Regions from separate parts of the Anas platyrhynchos genome. Here region 2 is linked to region 1. The links are chromatin contacts, called in public Hi-C maps. All regions are on one chromosome and are shown on one strand. Each heading gives the region's core, a stretch centred on a gene start, on an enhancer-like site or on the middle of the called end of the contact. The rest is flanking DNA. Distances are from core to core; before and after follow the strand shown.

Region 1 (2,700 bases), core at 178-2,677:
CCCTCGGATCCAGCGGATGCAGCTTGCATTAGCTGCTGGTCGCTCACGACGACTTAATGAAACACTCGTTATCTGCTACCAGACGGGAGAAAGGTTAGATCCCCATTTAATAAGTAATTCCTAATGAAGTTTGGGGCTGGTAATGAAGGAAATGCACTAGTCATGGTTTGAAGTGCTTATGAGATAGGGGTTTTCTTGGTAAATTATTCCTAAGGTGTTTGTGCTGCAGTGCCTGCAGCTACCCGTGTGAGCCCATTGCATGGGGCTCGGGCCCCAGCTCTCTGCCTGGGGAGGCTGCTCGTGTTTGCTGAGGGGGAGATCCTACTTGCAGGGAGGCTCGCATCACCCCGACTGGGACTGGTCCTGAGAGAGCAGGAGACTGGGGGTGGCCCTGGCTGTGGTCTAGCAGTGTGTGCCCAGAACTGCTTCACTTGGACTCAGAAAGCAGCGAGTTTGTCCTCACTTCAGTGGCATGGCTGGCCCTGCCAGGGCCCGGGGGCTGGCAGCAGAGGTGGCCCCCAGTGCCCACCCTTCCCCCTGCCAGCTCTGGCAGTGCAGCACTGTAAGCAGAGTGCCCAGGCTTGGTGTGCCTCTCAGTATGTAAACCATAAAAAACTCTCATTTCTGCTTTGGTTTTGTTACCTTGTTTTGTAGTAGTGTTTTTTTGTTTGTTTGTTTTTGTTTTTGTTTTTTTTTTTTTTGTTTGTTTTTTTTTGGTTTGTTTGTTTGTTTGTTTGTTTTCTGTTTCCAAGACAGGGCTGATTTGGGTTTTGTTCTTTCCCTCTGCCTGCAGAGCAGCGCAGCACGTTGGACCTGTGGTCTTGGAGCAGCGCAGTGGGTTGGGGTTCCCCTCCCCATGGCCACCACCCCCACCAGGCTCTTGCTGCCTGTGGCACCTTCACAGCCCTGCTACGTGCTGGGGAAGAGAGGAGCAAAGTGCTGAGAGACGGTAATTGAGCATAAATTCTCACTAGAAAGAAAGAAAAACCCCTTGTGGGGTTTGCAGTGCTGGCTTTTCTTCAACCCCAGAGAGCTGCAGGTGGAGGGGCACTGGAAGTCACATCTCCTTCCCCTCCTGCTGCCCCCTTGCAGCCGGACCAGCACAGCAGGGGCTGCAAACAGCCCTGGGGCCACCGGCCACAAGCGACTTCCCCAGCGCAGCACAGACTTCTGCTTGGGGAGCGCAGCCGTGGCCAGGGTGCGTGAGCTGCTGCGCCACAGCCCCCCCGGCGCCGGAAGCTGCTGCGTGTTGTGTCTGCTGCATCGCTGAGAAAAGGCGATTTCATGACTTCATGCAGTGGCTCTGTCTGCTGGGGGGGGAAATGCCCTCCTCCACTTCCTCCTGGCTGTGAGTGATGGCAGGCGACAGTGAGGGGGGCGCCCGCATTGAGGAGGCCCAGCCCCGGGGTCCTGTGTGCAGCCTGGGCCTGTCCTGGGGATGCTCCCTGTCCTGCAGCAGCCTCTCTGCTGCCCTCACCGTGGCCCGGTTTGGGGGCAGAAATGGTGAAAAGCCATCCCCGAGCCAACCTGGCTGCTCAACACCAGTGCCTCCCCGGAGAGATGCCTCCGGCGAGGGCTGGGGCTCCCTGCAGCCCTCCTCATCACAGCAACTGCATTTACAGCCTGTCGGGGTCAGCCTGGCTCTTGCCGGGGAGCAGACGCAGCGGGCGTGAGCCTGAGTCCCAGCCGGCCCCTGTGCAGCAGTTATCTGGGTCACAGATAAGGTGACTTCTGGCCCATGTCTATGTGTCACCACAGGGTTCCTGCTAAGTTCAAAAGTGTCTGCGGGCAGCGCAGACTGCCGGGTTTCAAATCCTTTCAAGCCGTGCAGAGCCCAAGCCACGGTCCCTGTGCTTGCATGGTGCCGGGTCCCTGAACCTCTTCGACAGTGCCCCCAAAATCCCGCTGCAGCACCCCTGACGTGCCACCGGGTTTGCTCGTCCGTCCCTGCCAAGGGGACACTGCAAGCAAAGCACAAAGTGCTTGCAGTGAAGGGTTTGGATTTCTCTCTAACTTGGAGAGACATCCTGAGGGGAAGTAGATTCAGTACGATAAGGTTTTACTTTCTAAATTAAAACGTGAGAAAAATTTGAGCCTGAAATGAAGCATTTCCTCCCAAACCAAATGCAGACCTTGTTTTATTTTTTCCCCCTTTCTGATCCATTTTGTTGGGTTTGGACTGTTATATTTTCTCCTGCAGCTCTCAGTAATGCCCAGGAGCATTTTTCCTGGACGAGGACAATCCATTCTTCTGGGAGTGCCCCTGCTCATGGCCAGACCCACACCCTGCACGTTAGCAACGTGACCAGCTGTGGTCAAGGGACATCCCTGTGTGCTGCTACAGAAATGCCTCCCTGCCTCTGCAGGAGAGGTTTCTTCAGTGTTGGAAACTTCTCCGCCCTTCATTTCTAGTAGTAGAAGCATTTGGGATGCATTCTTGAACCTGGAGCAAGAATCCAGTGCCTGTTTGCTGCCTCTGCCCTGGCTCAGTGCTGGAGTTACCCGCTGCTCATTGCCTGCTGCCGAGAGCTGTTGGCAGCACGAAACCATCTATGCCCTGTTCCCCAGACTGCTGGTGCATCTCAAACATGAATGAAATGTGGTTTTGTGATTTTTATTCTTTTTCCTCCCAGGTTGAGTCACCTGCAGAGGCTATTTGAAAATGATTCAGAACAAATTACAAGAATTCAGAACTTCAAT
Region 2 (2,963 bases), core at 261-2,760, 58 kb after region 1:
GAGGACAATTGCAAAGTGATTTTAAATTTGATCTACTCAGTAACAGAGCAAGCTGTTTTGATTAATGCACTTAACATCCCCTTGCACACTCTTCATATTGCTCCAGCAAAACCAAATTCCCTTGACTTCACAGGGAGAACAGTAAACGCTGCATCCTTTTGCTTCTCCCAGCCTTAGTGTCTGCTAAACGGTTTTGGAGACATTGTGCTGGTGAAGAGCTTTCAGATCTCCTGATCTGGAAACAGCTCAGCTTTAACCAGTTTCATTTGCAATCCATTACTTAAAGCCAGTGCAACGTTTTTAACATAGGCCAGTCATCAGCAGAATGCTTCACCATATGCATTTAAAATAAAATCTCTCTCTCTCCTTTTCTTTTTAAATATACATTTTAGAAGTATTATATTTCTTTTAAGAAGCCTCTTGGCATAGGCAGCAAGTGCCCTATTGTTTCCGAAATGCAACGTGGCTGCTCTGAGGTTAAGTCCTGAATTATGGGCCCAGCAAATACCCTGAATTGCTGCTTCCTAATCCCTGTCCAGATCGACTTATGGTTTCTTTAAAATATCCGTTTCTTAATGGATAAAAACATTCTACCATGGGCAGAGGCTAAATTGTTTCCAAAGGAAGCTAGGCAAGCATTAGTGGGAAGAAAACATATTGTGGGATTCAGCTTCAGCCTCAAAGGAAGGAACATGCTTAAGATGGGTTTCCTGCCTCCTCTCAGCCTCTGAATGCTTCTGTGCCTGTCTTCAAACTGCTTTTCTCCTCCTCTCAATTGCATTTGCCCGCTGTGCAATGGCTATTCCTTAAATGAATTTGTCAGGTAATGGTCAAAGATGAAACACAGGCCAGCACTGGTCCGGAGCTGAGGTGCTGCTGGTGGAAATGGAAGGCAGGTGTGCAGCAGGACCAGCCGGCCTTGCCCTGGGCTCCAGGGCAGCTGCCCTGCCTCCAGCAGGGGTTCAGGCTGCACCGAGCCCCGCAGGGGCAGCACCCGGCTGGGCTGCGGCGCGGGAGCGGTGGAGCAGGGCGGGCACCCGGGCGCCTCTCGCCCACCGCTGCCGAGCTGCAGTGGGTTTCCCATGGCAGGCCGGCCTGGCCCGAACCTGCTCAGCAGGCAAGGTGGTCTAGCTGCAGGCTGGGTTGTAAATTCAGCTACTTCCTTTTATGTAGTCAGGGCTTGTTAATTTTTTTAATACCCTTTGAATACAGGTAAAGAGCAAAGCGCGGGCAGGCCGGAGGCAGTGCCTGCAGTAAGGCAGCGCTCCCTGTGCAGCCCGCCCACCCGCGCAGTTAGCACCGTTAGCTCGCTCCTCGTCCGTGCGGGACCCAGCAGCGGGGACTGAGGCTGAGGCAGCGCGTGCCGGGCAGGGCGTGGGGCAGAGCCGGGCTCGGGGATGGTGAGGAGAAGTGAGGGGCCTGGTGGGAGGGGAAGCTGGAAGAGCGTGGCTTGTTTAGTCTAGCAAAAGGCAGGCTGGGAACGGAGCTGATTGCTCTGTGTAAATACATCCAGGGCATAAACATCAGGGAGGGAGAAGAGCTAATGTAAGCTATGAAGGACAGTGCTGGCACAGGAGATGGGGCTGAACTGGCCCTGAAGCGTTAGAAGTGGGGTCCTCCCCAGAAGGGCAGGATGGGTGCAAGGAATGTCTGGGACAGGGTAAAAGCATGGACCTTGAAGGCTTTGCCGAGGAGGCTGCGATGCGGTGTGGGGGTCAGTGAGCCAGGAGCACCCGGGGCAGCCCTGCCTCCAGCCCTGCTCTCCTGCAGAGCCTGGGGGCTGCTGCCCAGCGTATTTGGGGCCCAACTGGAAGTGCCAGGGGAGGACCGAGGAGAGCATCGTTGGCTGGTTTGTGATGCTCCTGCGGTAGGTTTGGGGGCTGGGTCTGTCTGCACAGCAGCACACTGTATTTGAAGAGAATGAGAAAACTGAGTAGCAAACGTGCTCGGCGATCTTGAGGTGGTGCTTGGCGATGCTGTGATAAGCGACATGTGTGTTGTTGTGTTTTGGTTTGGGTTTTTTTTTCAGGCTCTGCAGAGGAAGTACTAGCACCCAGTTCGTGAGCCGGTTATATCAGATACAGAACAATTGCTCCATGGGTGTGTAACAACGGATGCTGTTCACACCCTCATTTTTTTTCAACACCTTCCCCCTCCCCCAAAATAAATGTTGCTCTATTTTTCGTGGGGCAGGAGGAAGGGGCTGTTTCTTTTTTAGTTATCTCTGACTGTGAAACGAATGAACTTGTTCACATATGTGACAGAGGCGTGAGAGCGTGCCTGCGTGCGTGGGTGGGGAGGAGAGCAGCGCCTTTTCTAGAGATGAGCTGGGTCTTCAGAGATTGAATGCATCTTGTGCACCTTCCCTTACAGAGCAGATTCTCTTCGTCTTTGGCCACCTGCCTCTTCATGCTCCCAGATGGAGCCGCTATGATCAGGGGAAGGAAGCAGAGAGGAAGAGAGGTCAGAAAAATGCCGAAAACAACTTAGAGGTCCAAGCATCACAGAAACTAGTAGAGAAAGAATAGCAGAAGGTATATACAGAGAGAGAATTTCTGTCCCCACTCCGTCTTGCATATGCATGCATATTATATACATAAGCATAAAGTATCATTAGTGTTTACATTGTTGTCAATCATCATGGCATAAGACAGGAAAGGAGGTTTCTTTCCCCCGGGGTAGATTTTTCATGACAATTTTGCAAGGCACGTATATGTATATAAATAAAACGGTGATATATGGCCAGGCTGCAGATATTTATATATTCTATATACATAGAGAGTTCTGTACTATCGAGTTCCTTTTAAATTTCCTTTATTCTCTCTGTGTTCCACATGCTATATGTATTTGTGTGTTTTGTATAGTTTACACACAAGCTTAGGTTTATTGCTGACTTACTGAATAAGCCACTGCATGTTCTCCACATCTCTAAAATGGGGATGTAGAGAGTAGTATCTGGGTTG

Evidence for each region. Hi-C and Micro-C count contacts between places; a contact is called where the count stands out from the background.
Region 2: a contact with region 1 is called in a Hi-C map of skeletal muscle, with 2.3 times the contacts expected there. The contact joins two enhancer-like sites. A contact is called at or near these places in 2 of 8 Hi-C or Micro-C datasets (skeletal muscle and subcutaneous adipose tissue).

What each region holds. Positions count from the first base shown.
Region 1 is chr24:286,579-289,278 of IASCAAS_PekinDuck_T2T, forward strand. No RefSeq gene overlaps it. Among named protein-coding and RNA genes, the nearest start is that of RUNX3, 8.8 kb to the right of the region's middle. Within about 2 kb of position 1,428, at least 4 of the 8 cell types and tissues checked have an H3K27ac peak or open chromatin away from gene starts, as enhancers often do.
Region 2 is chr24:344,486-347,448 of IASCAAS_PekinDuck_T2T, forward strand. All of the region lies in intron 5 of RUNX3 (RUNX family transcription factor 3), which reads left to right. Among named protein-coding and RNA genes, the nearest start is that of RUNX3, 49 kb to the left of the region's middle. Within about 2 kb of position 1,511, at least 4 of the 8 cell types and tissues checked have an H3K27ac peak or open chromatin away from gene starts, as enhancers often do.